2 separate regions of the Mus musculus genome follow, and region 1 is linked to region 2. The links are chromatin contacts, called in public Hi-C maps. All regions are on one chromosome and are shown on one strand. The core of a region is the stretch at or near the end of the contact, and the rest is flanking DNA. Distances in the headings are between cores, read along the strand shown.

Region 1 (6,993 bases), core at 3,263-5,762, 48 kb after region 2:
AAGAGCTCATTCTTGATTTTTTTCTTGAAAATTTTTATAAGGAATTCTTGAAACAAACAGTGCTCTTGAGGTAATACTTGCTCTGTTCAATGATGTTCAAAATTTATATGAGGTAGTTTATCACAGTGACCTTCTAGCACTTTGGAAGACAGTAGAGTGCTGGTGTCAAACTGATGGCTTTCTGAAATGAATATTTATGATCTCACATATGGAGGAGGAGGCTTGGAAAGATAGGACTGAATGGGAGGGAAAGAATCTCTCTCTATTTTAGGGTTGCATAATGAAAGCCACCAAGTTAATGTATAAATTCATGCATTACACAGCTGACTTCACATGCTGCGAATGGGTGCTCTTCACCTGATATGCTGTCCTTCAAAACAACCTGCTGTATGCTTTGGCAAAGGCATTGTGTTGTAGCCACATAAACCAGGTGGTAGAGTATATCATAGATGGTATCAAACTCTCTTTCAGTTATGTGTGTAGGGAGTTAAAATGCAATCCATCCCTATTTACAAGATGCGTTTGAGTGTGCCTTTTCCAGGGGTATGGAGTTGCTGGGAAATATATTTGTTTCTGTATACTGTTCAATTGTGATAGATAAAAGGAACACACCCAACTCTGAGAACTCTGATCACAGGAATGATGGGTTTTGTCTAGGATGCCTCTTTCCAGCAAAACTCTGGCTTTATATTCATCTTTCTTATCTAATAGTCATACATATTCTTCAAAGTTTAGTGTAGATCTGTCTGTGACTACCTTAAAGTGATCCAAATATCAGTTACTTGTCATGTAAGTGGGAAATAACAAAAACAGACTTTAAGCAGGCTTCTACAAAAGGGGAAAGGCATTGTCTCACTAACCAAAATTACCAGGCATTGCTTTAACCTCAGACATGGCTAATAGCACACCCAGTCGTGCTCAAATGGCATTGTCTGCAGTCAGTGCAATGAGTCTTCGTCTCTTGACTGTATTCACCCTTTCTCTTTATTTTTAAGCAGCTTGTTTTCAAGGGTTGCCCTTCTCTTTAAAAGATAAAAGACTCCAGTCTACAAAGGAAAATATGTATTCCAGTGCCCTAGACCAAAAATTGAGAAGTAGAGTCTTATTGACTTACCTTGAGTGATATAAACATCTCTGAACCTGGAGGATGGATATAGCTGTGTCTCTATTGCCTAAATACTTAGTTGGGTTTGTCATTTTCTCAAGAAATTCTTTGGGTTTCTACATCCAGAAATGTAAGACAGTTGGGCACCATACACACACACACACACACACACACACACACACACACACACACACACAATGGACACTGCACCCTTTTAGATCCAAACTCCTGTGCACATTGAGTATTGGACATATCTATAATTAGAACATCAGAACCAGAAGGATTACCAACTCCAGAAGTTTTGAGCACCTAAACTATTAGTAGAAAATTTCACCCCAGACTAAAAGTAACAACTCACAGTTAAAACAAATGTACACAAAAATATTATATGCAGAGCTGAGGGAACTGATGCACAACTGAATCCTCAGAGCTCAGGAAAGTAAGGCTGAAAGATCATACCTTCTGTGTGAGATGGGTGCAAATATAAATAGATTTTGTGTCTGAAACAGTAAATCCTTCTGTCCCAAAGTATGTTAGTTTAATACTAGTTAATTTGTATTGTCCATTTCATTCTACACATTAAGCTTTTTGTGGTTTTTTGTTGTTGTTGTTTTGGTTCTTGGTTTTACTTATTGTTATTTTTAAGTGTCTGCATGTGCCAGTGTATGGGTTCCTGCATGTGACTGCAGGTGAATGTACAGGCCAGATGCATCGGATTCTTTGAAGCAGGAGTTACAGATGGTTGTGAGCCACCTGACATGTATACTCAGGACCCAGCTCAGGATTTCTGCAGGAGCAATTCATCCTCTTAATTGCAGAGTCCTCTTTGCAGCCCCCCCCCATACTGATCTTCACCATGTAGCAGTGGCGGGCTTGGCTGCAGACAGTTCAGAGCTCAAATTCTGTTTTAATCATTATTGCCTTATGTTATGAACTCTTACTTTCCTTATTTTGTAACCACAAAAAAAATGACAAATTACTTACCTGTGAATTTATTATTATGATTATACAAAATACATTAAACAAAACACTGCATTTTGAATATAGCAGTATTTTGTTGCATGCTGGGTGGAAGTAAAGGTAATTGTTGCTGATTAGCCAAAGTATACTCACAGTGACCTGCTAGTTTAGATGAAGGCTTGTCTCATTTGTGTTTCTTCCATTACTGGTCTCTGTGTAGATTTACTAATGATTAGTTTTACCCCAGGTCCATATTCTGCCCTTGCCTGTGAAGGTTTTCTTTTCTTTTAAAGCAACTTTCTCCATTTGGAGAAACATAGCTGTTATTTCCAGAAACATCTCTTCAGTTGAGGCCAATTTTTCTCTGAAAACAGTTAACATTAGCTATGGTCTAAATCCAGAGCATTTAATTTTTTTGTGAAGTATCTTTTTCCCTCAACAAATTTCACTGCCTGTTATATTGTAGTTACAATGTTTTTGTATTATATTTAGAATTGTTGCATATATCATTTATTTCCAACAATTATTGAACTACACATTCTATGTCAGTCCTTGATGGTACTAGCATATTTTATTGACCACAATAACTGGAACTTTTGATAATTTCCCACTCTAGTCAGAAAACAAACCCAAAGCAAAAAGATAGATAATTCACAAAACAAAACATCTTGATTGAGACCACAAGTGACTTTGTAGCATGTGTAATAGTACATAACTGCAGATTGTGTTTAGTCAGGGGAGTTCTCAGCAGGTATATTTGAACTGAAATATGACCAAACAATTCTATGATTTCTTTCCTTAAAAATAGACATGCAACCAAGCCAAAGCCAGAAAACTGGACTCAGCTTTTTTTTTTTTTTTTTTTTTTTACTGATTTATTCCCAGACAATACTATTAATTTCTTACTGTCTGCCATTTTCCGACAGTGGTAATATAGACTGCATACTTAAAGCATGATCCCAACTTTGTACAATTTATAAGGTATTGGAAGAGAAAGCACATAAGGCACTGTGACCTAATAAACACTGTTCCAGGGAAAATATCCAGTTATCACCACAGTGTGTTGGAAGATGTCTAACTTAGAGTTGAATACAGGCAACAGAGAAAACAACAAAGCTGTAGAACCCATCATTAAATGCAGTTTCCTCTATCACATGCCATATGATGTAGGTCCTAAAGAGTGAACAGGAACTGATTGAAAGGCGACAGTAAGGAAAGAGTGATAGAGACAAGAGAAATTGTGACAAAGTCTAGGTGGTAGGGACCCTAGAAGTCACGGGAATTAATGAAGTGGAATATTCAGAAAACATCGATTGGGATATGGCCTCCAAGTTTAATCTCTGGTGCTGTAATAAAATACTTTGAAAAGGGAACTTAGATGAGTAAAGGTTTAGTTTCGCTCCCATCCCCATGTTATAGTTCAGCACTGCATGGAAGTCCCTGCAGTGGGAGCTTAAGACAGCTAGTCCCATCACAGCAACATTCAAGAACAGGGAAAGAATGAATGAATATGCACTCATTTGCTTGTTTATACTTTCTCTGTTCTTAAGTTGTCTAGGACACCATATCTAGGTAACATTGCTAGGAGCACTAGGGGGGCTATTCCCACATCAATTAATCAATGAATCAATTAATCAGCTAACTAAGACAACCCTCCCATTAAGCCGAGAGGTCAATATAGAAGGTTTTTTTATTCAGAGTGTCTTTCCAGGGAATTATAGGCTGTGTCAAACTGACAGTAAAACACTTGCAGAAACATCATTCTGGCATTTTAAATCTGTAGTGAACTCTCTAGACCAATACTGAAATAAATTTACAATAGAAAATAAAATGCAAAAAAAAACATATTTTGAGGAAATACTGTGGTAAATAAATGTCTGGTGAATATTTCTCAGAAACAAGAAAAGATGTGATGAGTTCTTGTTCAGGTAAGAGAGCAGATGACAGTAGAGTTGGGATGAAGACACTCCAGTTGATAATAGATGCTGACCTGCATAAACTTCTTGTGATATTCGCAGGATTTAAAGCTATGTTGGTGTTATATACAGCCCAATATATCCATAAAACTGGTTAGATAAAAATTATTTTTCGTTGCCTATAAGACAATACAGCATGAAGAAAGGGATTTGGTGACCAACATTGATTCTTGCATGAATCTTTTCCAAACTGATCGCATCTAGGACTCTCACATTTGTCCTTCAAATAGAGGTCGTTTCTCCATGGAGGAGTGATCCCTTACAGCTGTATGTAGAAACATCCACAGGATATAAAGTCTCATTATGCTACTGTTTTCATTCATTTTATCTTTGCGCCTTAAATTTATGCAAACTGTCTCAAATTACACATCAACTACTTTTCAAAGGGAGAATGAATGTTGTGTACACCAGAGGGTGAAAATCACAAGGAAACAGCTTTCTTCCAGTCTTATCCACCCAACAGTGCAGTGTCGGCTTTGCCAGGTAGAGATTTCATTACTGGAAGTATCCAAGCAGAATTTGGGTTACCATCTGTCATGGATTTGAGAGAAAGAATTCTTCCTTTAAAGAGTCAGGTTGAGAAAAAAATACTTTCGTAATAATTCCATCATTCTAACATTAATCTGTATTTTCTTATAGGCAAACACATAGTCTATTTCTGGGTTGTTTTATGCTGTGTGTTACAGTAGCAATGATTTCTGTCTTTCTATTAAAACATATTTATGGTTATGTTACTATTAAAATTTCACAAATTTTTTCTGAGTCTGAGCTTTTTCCTAGCCAGAGTTCTGAATTCAGAGTCCTGAATTACAGCATTTGAGGTTTATTCATTGTAAAGGCATTTTTATTTACTTTAATTTTTAATCTTATAATGTAGATCAGGCATGACCACACCTAAAACTCTTATGGAATACTTTTTGCCAATTGATTTGCTCTGATTTCACCTACTTAGTATTCTATGGATATATATATATATATATATATATATATATAATTGAATTCTTTCTGATACTCATTCAGGATTATTGTTTCAATAGTGATCTCATACTAGATCCTCTAGTCATCCTTGGCACTACAACTAACTAACTAACTAACTAACTAAATAAATAAATAAATAAATAAATAAATAAATATAGTGAAACTTTTATTGGTAAAGTTCACAGGCGAAGACTAGCAGGAATGAATAGAATCTTGCTACCTACCTCAGAAGCACTTCTGTAAAATGACAAACTAGGAAGGATCATGCTTGTTGAAATTTACATTCTTTACCAAAATATTCTTTGAAAATGTTAATTCCTCCAGTATAGAAACCACTTAACTTTGTTTAGTTTGACCCTAAAATAATAAAGCATTTTGCATCTTTATGGCAACAAAGATGAATGTAGTATTTCAATAACACACTTTGCACATGATACAATTTTATTGAGAAACATGTTATTCGAACTATTGTTTGGAACACAGTGTCCAGATTAACAATATATGTAGAAATTCTATAAAATTCAATTCTATTTGAGTCTAGTGACTTTTACCTACTGCCTGGCTTTCAAAATCCATTGTAAAGAGAGATTAAATATGGAAAAATATACTAAAATCAAAGTAAAAGTCTTCTAGATTTTTTTATTTGACTATTATCAGTATTAACTTCAGCTGTCAACTTGATACTAACCAGTAGTTACCTGGGAGGACTGAAGAATTACCTCCATCAGATTGACCTGAAACTATGTCTATGAGGTATTTTTTTTTTTATTGCAATTAATTTGGGAGGGCCTAGTGAGTCTTGGTGGTGCCACCCCTAGGCAAATGCGACTTGGCTACACTAAAAAGTTTGTTAAACACAAGCCAGGGAGCTAGCTAGCAAGCAGCATCCTTCAAGGTTTCTGGTCAAGATTATTGTTCATCTGCAGGGTCCTGCCTTGAAATCTCGTAAGGCTTTCTTTTATGCTAGACTGTAAGCCATAAGATGAAATGAGCCCTTTTCTCCTTTCTTAGTTACTTTAATTGCCGACAAAACACCATGACAAAGGAAATATATAAAACAAAGGATTTTATTGGGCTTACAATTTTAGAGGCTTAGAGGCCATGATGGCACAACAAAACCATGGTGGCAAGAGCAGTATTAAGCTCAAATCTTGACCCACAAGCAAGAGACAGAGAAAGATCATATTTAGCATGGTGCAAAATCTTTGGAAACCTCAAAGCTCACACACAATGACACTCATTCTCAAACAAGACCAACAGTTCCATCAAGTGCAAACCAAATGTTCAAACACATAAGCCTAGGGGACCAGTCTCATGCAAACCACAAACCACCTCAAGTTGCTTTTTGAAAGAGAGTTTATCAAAGCAAAACAAACAAACGAAAACCAACAAACAAAAATTACATTAGGATAGACATCATCATTGGACATTTTATGTATATGTGGTGGATTATTCATAAATATTCCTCATATATAGGTACCTAAAAGATCTTTTAAAAATGAAATTATGTCATCCTGCCCATTGCTCTGGAGTTTTGTTCTCTAAGGCCAGGATTTAAAGATTTTACACAAGTTAGGAGAGAAGGCATCCCCATATCTTTCACATTGCACCAAGATGCAATCATATAGAGAAAGGAGATTCTGAACAAACATATTGAAGAGTTAAAGACATTCCTTTCCATCATGAGATAATCTTAAGAAAGAAAAATAGTAATTTTAATACAGTTATTTATTGCATTATGCCTGTGTTGGTGTGCATGCATGTGTGTCTGTATGTGTGTGAGTGCATGTTTGTGTAGGGAAGCAGGTGTGCATGCTTGCCATGGTAAACATGCATGGTCAGAGGACAACATAGTGTAGATTTTCTCCTTCAACCATGTGGGTCTCAGAATCACACTGTTACTGTAGACATAGCACTAAGCACCTTTACTTGCTGAGTCATTTGTTGGGTGAATATCACAATTGGCCCTACTAT
Region 2 (6,757 bases), core at 4,035-6,534:
GTCTCCTCCTCTTCTAGCATACTGCTCCCTGTTACAGGTCCTGTTCATGCCTCATGCCTTACTGTTTTGTTTTGCGACCCACTGAGTTTTAACCAGGATCACCGCTGTGGTTGCAGGTTCATTGTTACTCACTGGAGTTTATTAAACTCACTCTTTGGTACACTCTGAGGGAGCTAACTTTCCCTGCTCAATAATCCATCCATTGTCAGTAGTTCAGCAGAGTAGGACCATGTCTCATAAGGCCTGACTAGATTCAGAATCACCCACTGACATGTCCAGTCTTGCTCCAACTCAGTGCAGCTGAGGTTTCTGTGAGCTTATGATTGCAATGGCTGTGTCCTGGCCTAAAGATAGCATTTTGCTCTCTTCCTATCTTCTGGATCATGCATTGCCTTAATTGCCTCTTCCTGTAGTATTAAAAGTGTCCTGTTAAGAGCTGAGCACTCAAGCATCATTTAGTCTAACAATCTTTTTTTTTATTAGATATTTTCTTTATATACATTTCAAATGCTATCCCAAAAGTCCCCCATACTCTCCCCCCACTCCCCTACCCACCCATTCCTGCTTCTTGGCCCTGGCATTCCCCTGTACTGGGGCATATAAAGTTTGCAAGTCCAATGGGCCTCTCTTTCCAGTGATGGCCGACTAGGCCATCTTCTGCTACATATGCAGCTAGAGACACGAGCTCTGGGGATACCGGTTAGTTCATATTGTTGTTCCACCTATAGGGTTGCAGACCCCTTCAGCTCCTTGGGTGCTTTCTTTAGCTTCTGCATTGGGGGCCCCTTGTTCCATCTTATAGATGATTGTGAGCATCCACTTCTGTATTTGCCAGGCACTGGCATAGCCTCATATGAGACAGCTTTAACAGGGTCCCTTCAGCAAAATCTTTCTGGCATATGCAATAGTGTCTGGGTTTGGTGGCTGATTATGGGATGGATCTCCAGGTGGGGTAGTCTCTGGATAGTCTATCCTTTCATCTTAGTTCCAAACTTTGTCTCTGTAACTCCTTTCATGGGTATTTTGTTCCCTATTCTAAGGAGGAATGGAATATCCCCCCATTGGTCTTCCCTCTTCTTGATTTTCTTGTGTTTTGTAAATTGTATCTTGGGTGTTCTATGTTTCTGGGCTAATATCCACATATCAGTGAGTGCATATCTAATGACTTCTTTTGTGATTGGGTTACCTCACTAAGGATGATATCCTCCAGATACATCCATTTGCCCGAGAATTTCATAAATCCGTTGTTATTAATAGCTGAGTAGTACTCCATTGTGTAAATGTACCACATTTTCTGTATCCATTCTTCTGTTGAGGGACATCTGGGTTCTTTCGAGCTTCTGGCTATTATAAATAAGGCTGCTATGAACATAGTGGAGCATGCTTGAGCAGCCGTGAGTCTTCAAGTTCACTGTTATTCACTGCAAAGAGAAGCTTCTGCCTATTAGGGTGAGAGAGATACATTTGTCTATATGTATCTGAACATAATCATCTACACTGCCATATCATGTAGGCAAACTGCAGTGATGAGGTCCCTCGAGGTCTATTATACCCCATGAATGGTTTTTAAACAAGTTGAAAGTAGCAGTCATGCATGTGTCCTCTCCTGTAGAGTGGGCCTCAAATATGCTCTCAGGGTTTTTGGTCAGTCCATAACAGTTGTGCAGCTATTGTACAAGCTAGCTCCTCTTGCCTGATTAGTTGGCATTGGAGCTCCTACGGTTCATGGCTGCCTGTATGACACCTCTATGTACTGTTGGAATTAACCAACAGGAAAGGCAGTTTTTGTTTAGTTCCAGCCCAAGGATAGCTTACCTTTCAAATTTCATGATGTGAATCGTTTCTTCAGTTACAAGTTTTACCTACAGCCTCAGAGTGAGTAAGCATTAAACATTAGAGACCATTTCATTTTCATGTGTTCAGCTTGCAATTATTTCTATGATCATCATTTGCCATATTAGAATATACATTCCAAGAGGGTGAGGGGCATATCTGTCTTCAGATGATTGTGGTCATTGCTGATCAAATAACATTTATCCATAATGATGAATAAATAGTACACAAAGAGAAGAGTGATAGACAGTGGATGGTTGTTGCTACTTCACATCTACATACTAGAGACTCAGAGATGACTATAAAACCAAGCTCTCCATGGGTCCATATAACTTCAGATTAAGGAGATTTTTTTTTTCCTTTTCCAGTTTTGTATTTTCTTAAGTAGCTATACCAGCAGATCTTCCCGAGAGTCTCAGGAGTACGATCTATTTTAGGCATGCCCATCTTACGTCTTATAACTAGAATAAGTGTATTTTTAATATTAGTCCCTGGAGTCAAGGATAAGAGATGTCCCCGGGAGCTACCACATAGAGGCAAATGGTCTCCTTCCCTCTTCTGACATTCTGTTTTCTCATCCTTCAAAAGGCTCTTTTGATTTTCTCCAAATGGCTGCTCTTTTATTCTCCTCAGGCAAATTTATAATAATTGCATCCGATCTGTGTTCTTCCAGTCTTTAAAGATGACTGCCACTCCACATTGTTTGCTTTTGTATCCATTCATTAAAGACTGCTAATATGTGCTAATCACATGACAAATGCTACTCAAGTGATTACATCATTCAGCATTAACCCAATGGAGAAAACGGTATTAACATTTATCTAGACTTAGATAAATAAAGGAGACCACAGTTTAGAAGCATCAGTGTCTTGCAGCTATTTCTAGGTGTCTGAGAAGACCCATTCTTAATAGATTTTCAATATGCACTTATTTAATCATTTAATGCATTACTATTATTATTTTGGATGGATGTGAGAGAATTTTGTGATTTATTTTGTTTCCTGAATTTCATACTTTCAGCCCAAACTAGAAAACCTTCCTGAACGTGATGGATGGATAAGAGGATTAATTAATAGAAAGAAGTCTGTATTTGGAGATGTTTTTTTGGAGATAAAGGAATTTTCTAAGACTTGATCAAATTATTGGCTAACTACTTTGGGAATCTTTTGGTTATTGAAACATATTTTTCTCTTTTCATTACATTGGTCTTGAATGTTACTATTACTGTAAGAGCAAAGAAAAGGAAGTCAGCAAAAGGTGCCTCTGCCCCACACCAGTGTGTGCGTGTGTGTGCGTGTGTGCGCGTGTGCGTGCGTGCGCGTGCGTGAGTGTGTGTGTGTGTGTGTGTGTGTGTGTGTGTGTGTGTGTGTGCGCGTGTGCGTGTGTGTGTGTGTGCGTGTGCGTGTGTGTGTGTGTTTGTGTGCGTGTGTGTGCGCGCGCATTCTCATGTAAGCCTCCAGCCTTGCAGATAGTCCTGCAGTGATGCATCTGCTCTGTGTTTATGGTGCTATGTTTTACCTGTCTTTAACCTAGAAACTTCCCCAGATTATTTCCCTTTGGTTTGTCTTCTGCCCTAGGGAAACTATCAGATTCCTGCTGGCAACCATCCCTTCTCCACAGTTCCCTTGGAGTCACCTCTCTAAACTGCCCCAGAATAATAACTCTTAATTTCCTGAGATGCGCGCAAGGGGATGGAAGTGGGGGTAGGGGTGTCTTGTACTATGTGGGTCAAAAGGGGAAGCTGAACGTGGTCACAGTGGAGACTAAAAAGCCTTCAGTTGGAATCTTGTAGCACCAAGCTAGCTGCGATCCCTGGGGATCTGGTCTCTGCTCTCACCAGAGAGACCTGCTGGACCACCAGTCTGTTGTAATCTGTGAGCTTTCCCATCCCACAGGCGCAGTGGGCGCTTGGAGGTCCCCCGCGTGGCAGCAGAGAGCTAGCAGAGTGTGAGGTTCTGAACTTTAAGAGTTGAGGTAGTCTAGTCTAAGGGTTAGAAACACTGCTTTATAAGCACAACTCACTTTCCACCCTTCTCCACAGAAATGACCTTGGACATGTTCCTCCGATCGATGTGCTAGTTTCTAAACCCGTAAAATGGGGTCACTAAGGAGTCAACTTTGAGCTAATATTGCTTTAAGCGCGGCTTTCTGCACATGGTAGGGACTCTCGGTAAATGACAAGGCTCAGTAGTAGATTTAGGTTGGATACTGGGGTCCAGGACCCAGTGTTGAGTTCTGCCTTTCTACCTCTTCATCAAAGAGTGCCAGGGTAGTTGATGCACCTGCTGTACTCCCTCCCTGTCTTCAGGATAAAACGAGGAACACGACTCTAGGGCATCCCAGTCCCGGTGCTCTCGGCATCCTCTTCCCCCCCCCCCCCCCGCAACTCCTCCCCTCCTCCAGCGAGCCCCAAGCAGAGGAAATGATTTTTCCTATGAAATGAGTCTGGATCTGGTGTCCGTGTTGAGCCTGGAGCTGGAGGGAAGGGGGCAGCCTTGGGTCCCCTTGGGCTAGGAAAGGGATGAGGGAAAATTGTGGTGTGTAGATAGGTGATTTGGTGGCTCAAACGGTCTCGGGGTTCCTTCATTGTGCCTGTCTTCTGTGAACCACTGGGTTTGGACGCAGAGGTGCAGCTTCAACTGTCCAGAGCAGAGCGGCAGTGGTGCAGCTCCGTTGGGCCACAGTAGTGGGCGGCGAGCTCCTGCTGGTGAGGTAAGGAGTGGTGGGTGGCAAGGACTGTGAATGCACGTGTCTCGTGTGTGTCTGTGTGTGTGTGTGTGTGTGTGTGTGTGTGTGTGTGTGTGTGTGTGCGCGCGCGCGCGCGCGCGGTGCGCGTGCGTCCGCGAGGCGTGGGGGGCCAGAGGAGCGCATCCCACCCCGCAACCCGCCCTCGCACTGGATGCCTTTTGGCCCCGCACCTGTGCTGGAACGCCTGTCACCCTCTGTCCCTCACGCCCCCACTTCTTTTGTTCTTCAGTCACACACACACACCTCATCCTGACCACTTATAATTTCCTAGTGCAGAGTCAGACCCAAACCCAGAGAAGCCTTTGCCTGACTGCTCCCCTCGCCCCCTCCCCCTCCTGCTATAAATAGCTGGACTAGCGGGTCAGGAGCGTCACAGCGCCAGAAACCAGGACCCCGAGGTTTTCTTCCCAGGGAACAGGGGGCAAAGGGGGAGCAGGAGGAAGAGAAAGAAATCACTCGTGAGTAGTGAAGAAAAAGCTCGCCCCTTGACTCCCAGGAAAAACGAGCATCTTTGGATTCCTGTATCCTTCCCCTTTCTTCTCAAAGCCATTCCGATTCTTTCATATTCACAGTCCACTCCCCACCCCCACCCCCCCTCGCTCAAAATCCAACGTTTGCTCAGCACTCCTCCCATTGGTTTTTTTTCTCCTCCTCGGACTCTGGTTCCCACTGCTCCCCTCCCCACCCCTAGCGCTCCCACCCCACCCCCACCTCCTCCGCTTGTCCCAGGCAGGGGATTGCTATTCTTAAGGAAATAAAGTTCAACTCCTTGCCCCTTTCAACTGGCTTAGACCGGGAGGAGAAGGGTTTCAGGAACCAATCTTCCTCCCTACACCCTACTCCTATTTTTCTTTTTAATATTTAAGGGGACACACACACACACTCTCTCTCTCTCTCTCTCTCTCCCTCTCTCTAAAATCCCACCACGTCGTGAGGTGCAACTACCTCCTAGAACAGAAACTTACCAGACGCTCTGGTTGCTTTTGTCTTAAAGAAAGAAAGAAAAAAAACCAACGAAGATTTTACTCTGGATGCATTTCTGGGGTAGTAGTTTAATATTATTCAAACATGTACATATTACACATATATATGCTTCTTTTCCTTTTTCCCCTTTAATTTTTTTAAACAAGGAAATCTCGGTCCCCGGCAGCCGCCGCTGCCCCTTTGATGTTTTGGTACGCCGTGCGCATGCGCTCCACATTAGAATTACTGCACTGGGCAGACTAAGTTGGATCTCCTCTCTTCAGTGAATCCCTCAATCCCACCAGAACCTAAAGGGATGTGGAGAGTCCGGAAAAGGGGCTACTTTGGGATTTGGTCATTTCCCTTAATAATCGCCGCTGTCTGTGCTCAGAGGTAAGTGTCCCTTTCCTTTCTCACTTGTCAGGGCTCTGTCTGCATACCTCTCTGTGAGCAGGGCTGTTGAAGATGCCGTGCTGTCTTCTTTATTCATTCCTGGTTATTGTCATTTTTTTCTTTAGTGTCAATGACCCTAGTAATATGTCGCTGGTTAAAGAGACGGTGGACAGACTGTTGAAAGGCTATGACATTCGTCTGAGACCAGATTTTGGAGGTAATGGGATTGCCTTGCAAATAAGAAACAGCCCAGCTCCAGCCCAAGCTGTCTTTTGGGCTTTGTGTGCACTCTCTTTCCTCTCCTTAGTTGTGGGCGCATGTGATGTATAGAATGTTTTCCTATTTTACCTTGCTGAGAAACAGATCCAAACTTAAGCCAGTTTCTGTCCAGCACTTGAGAGGTCTTTCAAGAAGACCCCCTTAGAGTGTGACCAGACTTTGTAACCGCTCTCGTTCTCCTTCACCGTGATACATCTTTGTTCCCAGTCTGAGGTTTCTTGAGATACAAACCTCTTAAGTTTAGTTAACAGTGTGCCCAGCCGGGGATGTCTTATAATGTGAGTATTTTTGAGGACACAGTGTGCAGGCGGTTGGCTGAGAGGTGGCTTCAACTCTCTGTGCCCATCTACTTTAGAAGAGTTCTGGCCATGGTTTAAAGTGGCTCATGTCGGGATTCCACCCAGCCCTATATGCGAATGGCATAGGGGAGAAGGGGTTCTGGGGAATTGAGAATAAAGATAGCAGAGGAAAAAGGGGCATCTCTCCCTGGAGCCCCAGATATGCTAGTGTGGCCATTTAATTTTGCTCAGACTCTTAATGG

What was found. Hi-C and Micro-C count contacts between places; a contact is called where the count stands out from the background.
Region 1: a contact with region 2 is called in a Hi-C map of cerebellum, with 2.4 times the contacts expected there. The contact joins the enhancer-like site here to the promoter of Gabrb2 in region 2. A contact is called at or near these places in 1 of 484 Hi-C or Micro-C datasets (cerebellum) and 3 of 9 other capture datasets (adipose tissue, liver and pancreatic islet).

The regions. Positions count from the first base shown.
Region 1 is chr11:42,464,064-42,471,056 of GRCm38.p6, forward strand. All of the region lies in intron 3 of Gabrb2 (gamma-aminobutyric acid (GABA) A receptor, subunit beta 2), which reads left to right. Among named protein-coding and RNA genes, the nearest start is that of Gm34591, 46 kb to the left of the region's middle. Within about 2 kb of position 4,513, at least 3 of the 459 cell types and tissues checked have an H3K27ac peak or open chromatin away from gene starts, as enhancers often do. A contact at or near this core is called in cerebellum, where this site is marked.
Region 2 is chr11:42,415,490-42,422,246 of GRCm38.p6, forward strand. Gabrb2 (gamma-aminobutyric acid (GABA) A receptor, subunit beta 2) reads left to right here and starts at 5,285. Exons shown (of 9, transcript NM_001362647.2): 1 at 5,285-5,937; 2 at 6,063-6,154. The coding sequence starts at 5,861. It overlaps Gm34591 (a long non-coding RNA gene), which reads right to left and starts at 5,726. Exons shown (of 3, transcript XR_388590.4): 1 at 5,547-5,726.